Regions from separate parts of the Zea mays genome. Here region 2 is linked to region 1. A link is a contact called in public Hi-C data. All regions are on one chromosome and are shown on one strand. The core of a region is the stretch at or near the end of the contact, and the rest is flanking DNA. Distances in the headings are between cores, read along the strand shown. Region 1 holds the start of LOC100191755. Region 2 has its middle 18 kb from the start of LOC103632762.

Evidence for each region. A called contact is a pair of places that touch in the nucleus more often than the background predicts.
Region 2: a Hi-C map of tassel shows a contact between it and region 1, with 3 times the contacts expected there. The contact joins the enhancer-like site here to the promoter of LOC100191755 in region 1. A contact is called at or near these places in 3 of 25 Hi-C or Micro-C datasets (ear, root tip and tassel) and 1 of 3 datasets of contacts at active chromatin or transcription factors (leaf).

What each region holds. Positions count from the first base shown.
Region 1 is chr7:120,459,591-120,466,342 of Zm-B73-REFERENCE-NAM-5.0, forward strand. LOC100191755 reads left to right here and starts at 3,338. Exons shown (of 1, transcript NM_001137182.1): 1 at 3,338-5,220. The coding sequence starts at 3,533. The coding sequence ends at 4,864.
Region 2 is chr7:120,607,219-120,613,970 of Zm-B73-REFERENCE-NAM-5.0, forward strand. No RefSeq gene overlaps it. Among protein-coding and RNA genes, the nearest start is that of LOC103632762, 18 kb to the right of the region's middle. Within about 2 kb of position 2,648, at least 18 of the 20 cell types and tissues checked have an H3K27ac peak or open chromatin away from gene starts, as enhancers often do. A contact at or near this core is called in ear, leaf, root tip and 1 more, where this site is marked.

The DNA of each region.
Region 1 (6,752 bases), core at 2,088-4,587:
TTTATCCCGTGGTATCGGTGATTTGCCGATCACCCCTAATCCACGTTGAGGTGGACTTCAAGCTCTCACTTGCTCCTCTATCAAGACACGACTTGATCTTTGAGCCAAGTGGACAAGAAATCACTCAATACCTCGATTCCACTAATGTCACCTTTGCCGCTCCGGCGAGGTAGGCGCGAACCCCTCACAATCAACACCGCGGCTTCTCCACAATCTTCTTGGAGAGCTCGACGGAGACAATCACCCGAGCCGTCTAGGAGGCGGCAACCTCCAAGAGTAACAAGCCAACGACGCCTGCTCGGTGTACCACCTAGTGCCTCAAGAATCACCAAATGATGCAAATGCACTAGAAACCCTCAATCTCTCACTAGAATGCAATCTCAAGCAAAGAGTGTGAGAGAGTGAGTTGGAGGATCACAAATGAGCTCAATGTGTGCAAGGAATGGCCAAGAGAGGTCTCACACACGAGCTCCCCTTCTATTTATAGTCCCCCATCTAAAACCAACCGTTATGTGCAAAAGGGGGCAGTTCTGCGCACACGCGGACCGTCCGCGCCCTAGGGCCGGACGGTCCGCCGTACACCATAACGGCTATAATGACCGTTGAAACATGTCAGAGCAGACTCAAAAGGTGGGTCCGGACAGTCCGCCCTTCAAGGTCGGACCGTCCGCGACCTGGCAATTTCAAACACCCGAGCCTCGGATCAAACGGAGTTAACACACGCGGACCGTCCGGCTATAAATCCCGGACCGTCCGCGACCTGAGACAGTACTGTCCGGACTGGTCCCCCGGACCGTCCGTAGTACAAATCTATAAAAACACACAGTCCCTGTCCAAAAACGAGTTAGACACATGCGGACCGTCCGCGCCTCACAGGCGGACCGTCCGCCTATAATTCAGGGACTGACCCGAAGCCACCTTCCTCTGGTCAGGACTGCGGACGGTCCGGCCCTAAGGCCCGGACGGTCCGCAGTGCAAAAGAACACAGAGTCAACACAAATGGTCAAACCTCGGACCCTCTGGAGGATCGCGGACGGTCCGCCCCCAAGGGTCGGACAGTCCGCGCGACCAAGACTTCTCAAATTTCAAACAAGCTTTTGAATGAACTTTTAACTCACGAAATGAGAAGCGCTGTTAGTCCTTATGCAAATGCAACTACTTGATGCTCTATGAGGCACTAAGTTTTACACAGATCTAAGTCATTGACCCCTCTTAATAGTACGGCTATCTAGCCTACTAATCCGGTCAAGTATCTTCTCTAAACTCCTCAAGACCGGCAAAAGTAAAACCTATATTATACCTTTGCCTTCATCTGATCCACAACCAATGCGTATGACTCTTCAACATTTCCTGTTCTATGTGGTCCAACCCTGCATTCTAATTTCTCCAAGAATCGTTAGTCCACAAGTAGTTGTCATTAATTACCAAAACATTACCAAAGGGGCCTAGATGATTCACATCCGCGCGTGCGCAGGGGGCGACGAAGGTCACCGGCGGCGCCTAGATCTCGCTCCGGGGAGGGACCCCCGTCGGGGAGGAGAGATCCTAGGAGTTGTCTAAGCTCGGCAGGCCGACCTAGACTCCTCTAATCAACATAGAGCCGAAGAGAAGCGGAGAATTTGGGGATTGGAATACTAAACTAGAACTAAACTAGAGCTACTCCTAATGCATAAGGTAAAAACGAGAAATAGACTTGATTTGATCGATTGTTGGGGGTTCAATCGGTCGTAGCCCTTCATTTAAATAAAGAGGGAGGTCTGGATCCGTTTCAAACTGTTTCCCGATCTAATCCCGCGGTTTTAGGTAACAAACCCCACGAGAAACTAGGAACCCTAACTAACTCTGCGCAAACGCGGACCGTCCGCGCCACCACCGTGGATTGTCTGGACCGCGGACCGTCCGACCTCTGGGTCGGACCGTCCGCGAGGCTCTTTTTAGTTTTCAACATATGCCCCCCTGCCTTTTGGTGAAGGTTGACGAACCAAAAACATATGAACTAAACCTGATGTAAGTCACCGGCTTTTCAATATGGAGATCATTATAACACGCAACCAAGAGCAATACAAAGGACCAACACTACACTAGACGTAGGGTGCTAACCTAAACTAGTATAAACCCCCTCGAGTCACACGATTCACCATTCGGAGCGAGTCCGTGCTAGCCTCCCCCGCGGAACACAAATTTTAATGTGTCCCCAGTTTCCGAAACCACGACACTATGGTCTTCCTGCTTTTTAATTATGTACATGAGACCATGGGTTTTTAGAGTTTTGGTGAAGAAAGGCACCATGCAACTATAAAGAATCAACTTGAGACATTTTTGCTTCTTGTAAGAAGAGTGTATGACTCTATTAGTTGCCATGATCTCGAAAGTTTAGCTATTAAAATGGTTAAAGTTGAAAGACATGTAGCATTTTCATTGGTCTACCGCCTCATCGAGTCTTACTAGTGACAATAACATATGTAGAGAGAGCATTTTCAGCTAGGAATATAATCAAGACCGTTTTGTGCAATAAGATAGGCGATGGATGGCTCAATTACTCGATGATTTGCTATACCGAGAGAGTGGTATTTAGATGACTTGATGAAACAATTATGAAGCGATCCCAAGCTATAACGAAAAAAAAATCAAAGGATGCAATTGACCAAATCTCATAGTCAAATGTAGCATCGTTTATAAGATACGTCACCAGATTTTTTTTAATTTAGCGATGTCCGTATGGACATATTTCATCATGCTCGTTATATATGTAAGATTTAAATTTTGAGAGCTTCATCATAGGTAATTTAAATCCTAGATCGGTCGCTGGCACATGAGTCATTTAATAGGTGGATGTTATATGTAAAATTGATGTTCTAAAAACAACGCTATTGTAATATCTTATCATCGTGGCATTATTTTTTCAATGTAACGCATGAGTATTTATCAAGTAATGGAAAAAGATATACAGAGAGAGATCAAGCGATAAAAGTAGAGAAAAGTAGGTAACATAAACCTTTACTACGGCCTCATGTCGAGAAACGAAGTCCATTAGACCACGCAGCCACGGCCAAGTTGGCTGGCCGCTGCCGTGCATTTGAAAATGATAATCGACTTAAGATCCGCTAATAATGGATTAAGAAATGGGCCCAGTAATCATTCCGGCCCACGCGCAGCTGCCGTCGCCGCGACCACATCTCCCAAATCCCAATCCATGGCGGATGGCTAATGGGTAATGGCGCTACCCAAGATACCCATGCGCCACCATAAAGCCCGGCGCCTGTGTCGTGTGAGGGAGCGTCTGAGCTCGCCAGAAAAGACCCTGACAGTCCGACACCCGCAAGCCACAAAGTGCAGCCTCGTTGCTACAGGAATGCTGAGAAATGTCTGACCTTGCCGGAAAGCGCAACCTGCGCAGTGGCCGCAACTGCCACCGCAAGCACGTCGAGGACGGGTAGGTTCATCGGTCTCGTCGCCGGGTTTTCAGGTAAAGTCAGGTCAGGCCAACTCTGTCGAAGAAGGAACATCGAAGAAAGGAAGGAGGTGGGCGGCAATGGAGGATGCGATGGCGGCGGACGGGAAGAGCGTGCTGCAGGGGCGGTACGAGCTGGGGCGGGTGCTGGGGCACGGCAACTTCGGGCGGGTGCACGCGGCGCGGGACCTGCGCACGGGCCGCAGCGTCGCGGTCAAGGTGGTGGCCAAGGACAAGCTGGAGCGCGCGGGCATGGCGGAGCAGATCAAGCGGGAGATCGCCGTCATGAAGATGGTGTCCCACCCCAACATCGTGGAGCTGCACGAGGTGATGGCCACCCGCTCCAAGATCTACCTCGCGCTCGAGCTCGTCCGCGGCGGGGAGCTCTTCTCCCGCATCGCGCGCGCGGGGCGGGTCCGGGAGGACGTGGCGCGCTGTTACTTCCGGCAGCTCGTCGCCGCGGTCGACTTCTGCCACGGCCGCGGGGTGTTCCACCGAGACCTGAAGCTCGAGAACCTGCTCCTCGACGAGGTAGGCAACCTCAAAGTGGCGGACTTTGGGCTCAGCGCGCTCGCCGGGCACGCGCGCTCCGACGGGCTGCTCCATACCGCCTGTGGCACGCCGTCATACGTCGCCCCCGAGGTGCTCGGCGGGAAGGGCTACGACGGCGCCAAGGCGGACCTCTGGTCCTGTGGCGTCATCCTCTACGTGCTCCTCGTTGGCAGCTTGCCATTCCACGAGGACAACCTCATGGTCATGTACCGGAAGATGCAGCGCGGCGAGTTCCTCTGCCCGCCGTGGGTCTCAGCGGACGCCCGGAAGCTCATCGGCGAGCTGCTCGACCCCGACCCGAGCACGCGCATCACCGTCGCTCGCCTCGTCGAGACGCCGTGGTACCGGAAGCCGTTGCCCGTCCTGCCGCCGCTCAACCTCAAGGAGCCAACCCCGGACGCGCGCCGCGCCACCTCTGACAAGGAAGAGCCCGAGGTGCTGAACGCGTTCCACCTCATCTCTTTCTCGGAGGGCTTCGACCTGTCCCCGCTCTTCGACCAGGGCCGTGGCGGCGGCGTAGGGAGGTCTAGCGCGGGCGGCATCCGTTTCGTGACGCGCGAGGCCGCCAGCAGCGTGGTCTCCCGTCTGGAGTCGCTGGTCACCGGCCGCGGAGCCAACATGCGCGTGACAAAGAGCGGCTCGCGGGGCGTTCGTTTGGAGGCCGTGTCGCGCGGGCGCTCGGGGGCGCGGCTGGCAGTGGCCGCGGAGATCTTCAGCGTGGCGCCGTCGGTGCTCCTGGTGGACGTGAAGAAGGACGGCGGCGACACGATGGAGTACCGGTCGTTCTGTAGCGAGGAGCTCCGGCCGGCGCTCAAGGACATCGTCTGGGCCTCCAGCCAGGACACACCGGGCGCCGCTTGATGTCGTCGCTGTCGCTCCTGCCACCATTATTGTCCTTGCCCATCAATTGCTGTTGGTGTCCGTGTAGGGGGGGTCGTGCTCGTGCATTATTGTTTGGTGACGAAGTGATGTTTGTTTGTCGTTTGCCACTCTCGTAGTTGGTTTCTGCTGTGGTGCAGCGGCTGCTGGCAGTTGCAGTTGGGCTGTTGCCCGCGGGGCGCGAGCAAAGCAGAATCAGCGGGAACTAGCATTCGTATCCTGCATGCACGCCCATACCGTGTCAGCTCTGAAGTGGGAAGAACTGTAACAAGTAGTAGTACGAATGTACCAGGGTGATGTGCTTTCGAGTCACTTGTGTATATATTCATTTTTTTATCAGCTTACCGTGTCAGCTTTGATTGAGGGTGATGAGTTGTGGAGTAATGTCCACAATTACATCTTCATATGTATATAGAAAAAAAATGCTTATAAAAATAATTAGACAAACTAGATTATCCCTCATTAAAGTATCTAGCCTAAACAATATCCATCTCATCTTAAAAGATTCTATCCTACACTCATAGATCCATCTTATCTTAAAAGATACTCTATTACCTTAGTAGATTCATCTTATCTTGAAAAAAATGTCACCCTAATAGATCTAACTGACCTCAAAAGATTCTACCTTATCCTTATGGATTTATCTTGTTCTAATAGGCATACATATCCCACTCTACAGTAACAACCATGATCTAGCCTAAAATAAATGGATCTTATCCAGTTATACCAATCTGATCTAGATCCCACCTAATCTAACATGATCTAATCCAAATTGAGTTACTTAAATAAGTTAGATAATGTTAGCGACATAAATTAGGCCCTAATTCTGTAAACATATCTTACCCTAAATTAATACCTTAGACTACCTCGTCTGTAAACAACAACCTAACCTACATCATAGGTTGTCTAATCCAGATATCACAAAAGCAAAGTAAAACTTTGTTCAAACCTACCTACATCGTTGTCGGGGACCATAATTAGGGGTACCCTCAAGACTCCTAAATCTCAGCTGGTAACCCCCATCAGCACAAAGCTGCAAAGGCCTGATGGGTGCGATTAAGTCAAAGGTCGGTCCATTCGAGGGACGCGATCACGCCTCGCCCGAGCCCAGCCTCGGGCAAGGGCAGCCGACCCCAGAGGATCTACGTCTCGCCCGAAGACCCCCTCCAGCAACGGGCACACCTTCGGCTCGCCCGAGGCCCAGTCTTCACCAAGAAGCAACCTTGGCCAAATCGCCACGCCAACCGACCAAATCGCAGGGGCATTTAATGCAAAGGAGGCCTGACACCTTTATCCTGACGCGCGCCCTCCGGTTGACAGAGCCGAAGTGACCATAGTCACTTCGCCGCTCCACTGACCGGCCTGACAAGAGGACAGCGCCGCCTGCGCTGCTCTGACTGCTGTGCCACTCGACAGAGTGAGGCTGACAGCAGCCAAGTCCGGCCTCAGGCGCCATAGGAAACTCCGCCTCGCCCGACCCCAGGGCTCGGACTCGGGCTCAGCCCCGGAAGACGACGAACTCCGCTCCGCCCGACCCCAGGGCTCGGACTCGGGCTCAGCCCCGGAAGACGACGAACTCCGCTCCGCCCGACCCCAGGGCTCGGACTCGGGCTCAACCCCGGAAGACGGCGAACTCCGCTCCGCCCGACCCTAGGGCTCGGACTCGGGCTCAGCCCCGGAAGACGACGAACTCCGCTCCGCCCGACCCCAGGGCTCGGACACGGGCTCAGCCCCGGAAGACGACGAACTCCGCTCCGCCCGACCCCAGGGCTCGGACTCGGGCTCAGCCCCGGAAGACGACGAACTCCGCTCCGCCCGACCCCAGGGCTTGGACTTGGGCTCAGCCCCGGAAGACGACGAACTCCGCCTC
Region 2 (6,752 bases), core at 1,398-3,897, 150 kb after region 1:
GTTTTACGACAACCTTGTGTGAAGCGAGATACACAACAACTATTCCAAATTGTGTGTGACTTTTACGCCCCGAATAGTGGACCTCTTACCTATTATAAAGTCAACTGTAGTTTACGCTAAATTATACACAATCTTACGCTTCTTTTGTATCAGTTTTACGCTAAAACAGACAAAGCAAGATATACTGCAACTACCACAAATCTTACGCATCTTTTACTCAACGTTGAGAATAAAGCGGTAACTGTCCCACATTTATCGCAATTTTACAGCACTACTTTCCTAATCTCAAACCAACCCAGATCTACACACTAGTCACGTATATACAATAGCATAAATGGTCTGACGTCTCGGTAATACATCACCAATAAATCTAACATGTAACAAGAAAAAACATTATTTAACCATACAAAACAGCAAAACACAAAGTGACACATGGACTGGTGGGCAGACGACTGGTGGCTCGCCGCCTAGGTTTGGGTGGATGGGTTCTTAAAAGGGTTGGGAGAGATAGGGTTAGTTGTTGTACTTATTGCCTGTTAGGTTGTACACCTAATTTTACTGGGTGAATATTATCCATGGGTAATCGGGTTTGGGTGATTGCTTCCCATTCCCATACTCGCTTACCCAATGGATGAGAATTTTATCCTATATTTATATCCATGAGGATTATTTTTGTACTATTCCCTAAGCCTAATAAGAAAATTTCTTATAGGTTAGCGGGTGTCCAGTCCCATTGACATCTATGTACATAACAACCTCCACGGACAACCCAAAACGAGAAAATTACACCGTAAAGTCTTGATATAAGCTACATATAAACAACCAAATTTAGACATGCTAATAGGGCACCACAAGTCATAACTCCAGTATGTATGCCTGGGAATATCCAACAATTAATTTTGATGATATACAAGGTATACACACGCATGCATGGTGTTAGTTGGGCTTCTTTTCTATCCGTCTATTGTCATTGGTCTATCAAAAACCACAGTTTGCCGGTCCAATCCTATCCCACACTTTATGTATCCTTCCCCAGGGTGGAAATGCATGATAGTGGCATCCCGTCTGTCTGCCACATCTCGCCCGCCCCTAATCCTCTCACCTCTTCCAAATTGTAAGGCTATATATATCTCTAGTCGTTCTCCTGTCTCATTTCCTATCCCACCTATTTCAAATCCCACCGTAAACAGTGCTATCTATAGTGCAGAACATAGGTCGCGACTACCAGGCTACCAACTCAATGATATGAGCATATACAATGATGTTAATATAGAGGCTTTTGAGGTGTCTAAAAAGGATATTTGCAAAAAAAATAGAGTCACATCTCAATAAAGAGATGTCTCTAGCTCGTAACTTAAGTAGTAACAGACGTCTTCACTTCTCTTGTATGAATACATCGTTTGTTATGTTGATTCGATGCTCTATATACACATTTACTTATGTATTTATTAATAGACTGTAATTATAGACAATCTATTGTATAATAGTCCCTTAGTTGTCACTTGTGCTTGAAGAACCATTTTGGTGTCTCTCCACTATACATGCCCTCACTACCGGAATCCGGCTCTTTACCGAGTGCATTTTGTCGGACACTAGTCAAAGCATTCTTTGTCGAGTGCCACACTCGACGAATTAAGACTCTCGACAACGACCTCGTTTACCGAGCGTGAGACACTCCACATAGAAATACACTCGATCGACAAAGACCCCATTGCCGAGTGTCAAACTCTCGATGAGACGCGACGCTCACCAAGGTGACGTCAGGAGCCATCTACAGCTGACGGTCGTTGTCGATGTACAGTTTACCAAAACTTCTTTGCCGAGTGTAACACTCAAGCTCAGCTGTGTCCGGTAGTGCCTTATACATATACTCCCTCCGATTTCCTATTAGTTTTCGTTTTGGACAAGGTTTAAGTCAAACTTATAAAATTTTGACTAGAAATAACTATTTTGTTATTTAGTTTTGAAACTTAATATTTATATGATAATAAGTATTTTTATAAAAATATAAATATATTAAAATTTTATTTGTATTTTAATAAAAAATATTAACCAAAGTTATATTTTCGAAGTCTGTGTCGTTGTTTTAAAGGACAACTAAAATATAGGAACCCGGAGGAGGGAAAGGGCATGACGGTAGCATGCAGCCAATGGTAGCTCGACAGCTTTGGTTTGAAAATACCCCAGTCCTGAATCCTAGAACCATCACCGGCCAGAAAAAAAATCGCCGATCTTTATTAATGACTAAAAGTGAGGTTCGTTCACTGCATGATTTTGCTGGGCTGTCGCCAAAGCTTTACAGAGAGAATCATATGGGTGTGGACTGACGTTGCATTCGCCCTCGTTGATCCAATCCTCTCGCGGCGGCGGCAGGGGGCTTGCAGAACCAGAGAATAATCATCCGCACTTGCCGCGAACGCAGGAATAAAACCTGGTCCCGTTGCGCGCGCCTTCTGGATCAGGACTCACTACTATTGCTGCCAAACGCATACTACGCCAGAAAAGGCAAGGAAAACCTAATCGGATCCGATGGCCAGCCGGCCGCTATTGCATCGTGTACTCGGATGCATATGCATGCTCCGTGGGCCCCGGGAATCTACGTGTTCGCTCCTGATAGGATACTGACGTCAGGATCGATGGCCACCCCTCTCTTCGGCGCGAGTGATCCTCTGCGGCCAGAACATGTGCCGCCGCCGCCGCAAAGGCGCGCGCGGTGGGGGTTGCACCGCGTGTTGCGGTCACGTCCAGACGCGCTGGCCGGGGGCCTTCAGGCAGGTCTCAGCGTCCCGTGAAGAAAGAGAGACACGGCCTTCAGGTCTGTGCACGACGGCTCACTGCCACCACACACACCGTCAGAGAAGTCAGAAGCCTGGAGAGGGGGCATGGATGTGGATCTCGTCTGCTGTCTGCACAACCACATCCACGAATTCCGGCTACCATGTGTCGGTGTCGCAAGGCTCATCAGTACGATATCTGGTCTCACTGATGATCGTCTCTTGATCCCACGCTTTTTCTCATCTCCATGTAACTCGTTGGGTCCGCTGAGTAACGAGTTGTTTAGTTTGAGGAATCACTCTATCAAAATAAAATAATGTATCATAAGTCCATTTCTTAAGTTTGGTGGGATAAACTTATTCTTCATGTTAATAGTAACTAACTAGCTATAAGAAATGAGGTGATGATGGATCAACTTAATCTATTCCACAAACCAAACAAAAAAGTAAGTAGTGAGTAGATGATGGACTAACTTATTTCTCAAACCAAACACCCTATAAGAATTTCATCGTAGTTTTATTAAAGTTAACGTTTCATTTGTATTTTATTTGGGAAAAAGTATAGATGATCCTTAAACCTTTAGAGTGTAATCTACTTCACCCATTTACCTTAAAAATCGGTTGTTTAACTCTCTGGGCTTTATAAAACTAGACAAATAACCCATTTGCATTTTTAGTTGTTGATTTTGATCACATGATATTTGTTGGGGGTCTTCCTCTTCCGAAGATCCTAAAGAAACATGACTAACCATCTGATTTCAGCATAACATGGATTATTACAGAGAGCTTCGGCTTCAGGATATAAGTTTTCTCCTAGGGCAAAGGTGTACAAGTCGAAGATATAGCTCAAAGACGATAATAGTGAACGTTGAAGCTATAGACGAAGAGTAACATCTTCGGCTTAATACGGTGTTGAAGATCAAACATGATGCTAGCCCGAAGAGAAAAAGACTAGCCAGTCTCTAATGATTTATGTTATAGTTGTGAATAAATATTGAGAACACAAATGTACTTTTACTCGGTTTGCGTCCCGTGCCTATAAATAGATGAACAGTAGCATTGTACTGTTCACGCTGGATTGTAATCGTTCTCACGTCAGCACCTTCGAACAAGCCAAAGGTATCAATGTAATGTAAATTTTGTTAATGTTCATGTGTACATTATGAAATACATATGTGAATGAGACAACAGTTTACATTCATTATTGTCGGCGTTTCGGACCCGGGGGGTCCCTGGACCGACGAGTAAATTTGTCGCTGCGTGTCCCTGCCCAGATGGGTTGGCGCGAGATGGAACACAAGGGAGAAACGCGGCTCGTATTATCTCGCACCAGGGGGATGTGCTCGTAGTAGGGGTTACAAGCGTTCGCGCGAGAGAGAGTGAGCCTGTTCGTTAGCTCGTTCCCCCGCGCGACCCCTCTCGCATGAAGGCCCTGGACCTCCCTTTTATAGATGCAAGGAGAGGGTCCAGGTGTACAATAGGGGGTGTAGCTATGCGCTAACGTGTCTGGCAGAGAGGTGCCTGAGCCCTGTGTACATGCCAACGTGGTTGTCGAATAGGTGCTAGAGCCCTGTGTACGTGGTAACGTGGCCGTCGGAGAAGTGCCTGAGCCTTGTAGAAGCACAGCTGTCGGTGCTGCTGGGATCCTGCTGACGTCTCCTTGCTTCCGTAGGGGGCTGAGAACCACCGTCGTCATGGACGCACGCGGGGAGCCATCATTATTGTTTCCGGGGCGAGCCAGATGGGACGCCGGTCTTGTTCCCTCGTAGCCTGAGCTAGCTGGGGGTAGGGTAATGATGTATCCCCCGTGGCGCGGTTGGTCCGAGCCCAAGGTCGGGCGAGGCGGAGGTTTCTCCTGAGGCCGATGCCGGGATCGAGCGAGGACGCGATTCCTCCCGAGGCCGAGCCCTGGGGTCGGGCGAGGCGGAGACCTCCTTCCGAGGCCGAGCTTGAGGCTGAGCCCTGGGGTCGGGCGAGGCGGAGACCTCCTTCCGAGGCCGAGGTTGGGCGAGGCGGAGCTTCCCGTTGCGCCCAAGGCCAGACTTGGCTGTTGTCAGTCTCACCCTGGTGGGTGGCACAACAGTCGGAGCGGGGCGAGCGGCGTTGTTTTCCTGTCAGGTCGGTCAGTGAAAGGGCGAAGCGACTGCGGTCACTTCGACCTTGCCGACTGAGGCACGCGTGTCAGGATAAGGTGTCAGGCGATCCCTGCATTGAATGCGCCTGCGATACGGTCGGTTGGTGAGGCGATTTGGCCAAGGTTGCTTCTCGATGAAGCCTGCCCGAGCTGGGCCTCGGGCGAGCCGAGGGTGCGCCCACTGCCTGAGGAGGCCCTCGGGCGAGGCGTGAATTCGTCCAGGACTACTGTTCCCGCCCGAGGTCGGTCTCGGGCGAGGCGAGTTTGCGTCCCTTGGTAGACGAGGCTTTGACCTGAACCGCGCCCATCAGTCTTTGCGGTTTGTGCTGATGGTGGTTACCAGCCGTGTTTAGGAGAGTTGGGGGTACCCCTAATTACGGTACCCGACAGTAGCCCCCGAGCCTCGAAGGGAGTGATGGTACTCGCTTAGAGGCTTTGCCGCACTTTTTTGTGAGGGGATCGGCCTTTCTCGGTTATATTTTGTTCCGGCGGGTGCGCGCGAGCGCACCCGCCGGGTGTAGCCCCCGAGGCCTCGGAGGAGTGGTTTGACTCCTCTGAGGTCTTAATGCCTTTCGTGATGCCTCAGTCGGCCTGGTTGTTCCCTCATGCGACGTGATTGTGGCCCGGGTGCATGGTCAGGTCTCGGGTTTCTGAGCTGGTTTTGTTGACGCTGTCAACGATTTGGCCATAGCCGGGTTGCGAGAGAAGCCCTCGAGCCTCTGCATGGAGCAGGAGGACGATCAAGGACTGTCTCGACTTTTATCATACGCCCCTTCGTCGCCTTTCCGCAAGGAGGAAGGGGGGAAAGCGCCATGTTGCCCTCGAAGGGCGCCGAACATGGTGTTTCCAGTGAGCTGCTAACGGGTGATCCGAGTGGACACCCGTGCCCTGTTCGATAAGGGTCGGCTAGTGGCCCAGAGGCGTGCTCCAAAAGTACCTACTGGTGATTTGCCGGACCCGGACCCATTCGATAGGGTCCGAGGGCTCGATGCCTCCCTCTGATGGGATTCCATTACAAAATCGCTCCTGCTGGTCTCGGAAATGTCCTAGGGTACCTCGGGAGCGTAGCCCGAGCCTCGGCCATGCAACGGACGTACCCAGAGTCATCCCTCGCTCTGCGTGTTCTGGGGCGGCTGTCGAACCCTTCCGAGGGGCCAGCCTTCGAACCCCTGATCAGTAGTGGGCGCGGAACCTGAATGCTCTGGGGCGGCTGTCGAACCCTTCCGAGGGGCCAGCCTTCAAACCCCTGATCAGTAGGAGGGCTCAGGGCCCGCTTCCTTCGCGGAGAAGGATCCCTTTCGAAATATCCCCTTTCCCGGTCCCTGTAGCAAGAGAGAGAAAGGGGAAGAGGAAAAGGGTATGAATTTAAATGGTGTGGCGCACCTTTTTTGACGCGGTCATCATGGCGGAGGTGAAACGACGCCCGCTTCGCCTGCCAAATGTGTCGCTTGCCCTGCCGAGGAGTTAATGCGACGGGACGGGCGATTCGCGGGGCAGCCGTTGCACGTGCTCGAGTCGTTCGAGGAACGGGCGTTTCACCTTCGAATTTGAATTTCACGGCGAGTTTGGGCGATGTTTTGAATAGATCTCGCTCGGGCCTTTATATACCCAGAAGAGGGGCCGGCGGTGGTTCTTTACCCTGCCATTTACGCTCGCCTTCTGCTTTGGTTTTTGCAACTTAAGAGAATAGCCGGGGAAAAGAAAACCGTGCACCTCATCCCCTCCGCCTCCACCACCTTCGTTCGGCGATGGATGACAAGGTGACTGTCGTCCCGCCGCGCGACCCGTGGCCTTCCTCCACCGTCGTCGTGGGGGATCTGGAGGCCCTTGTCGCCGATGGTTTG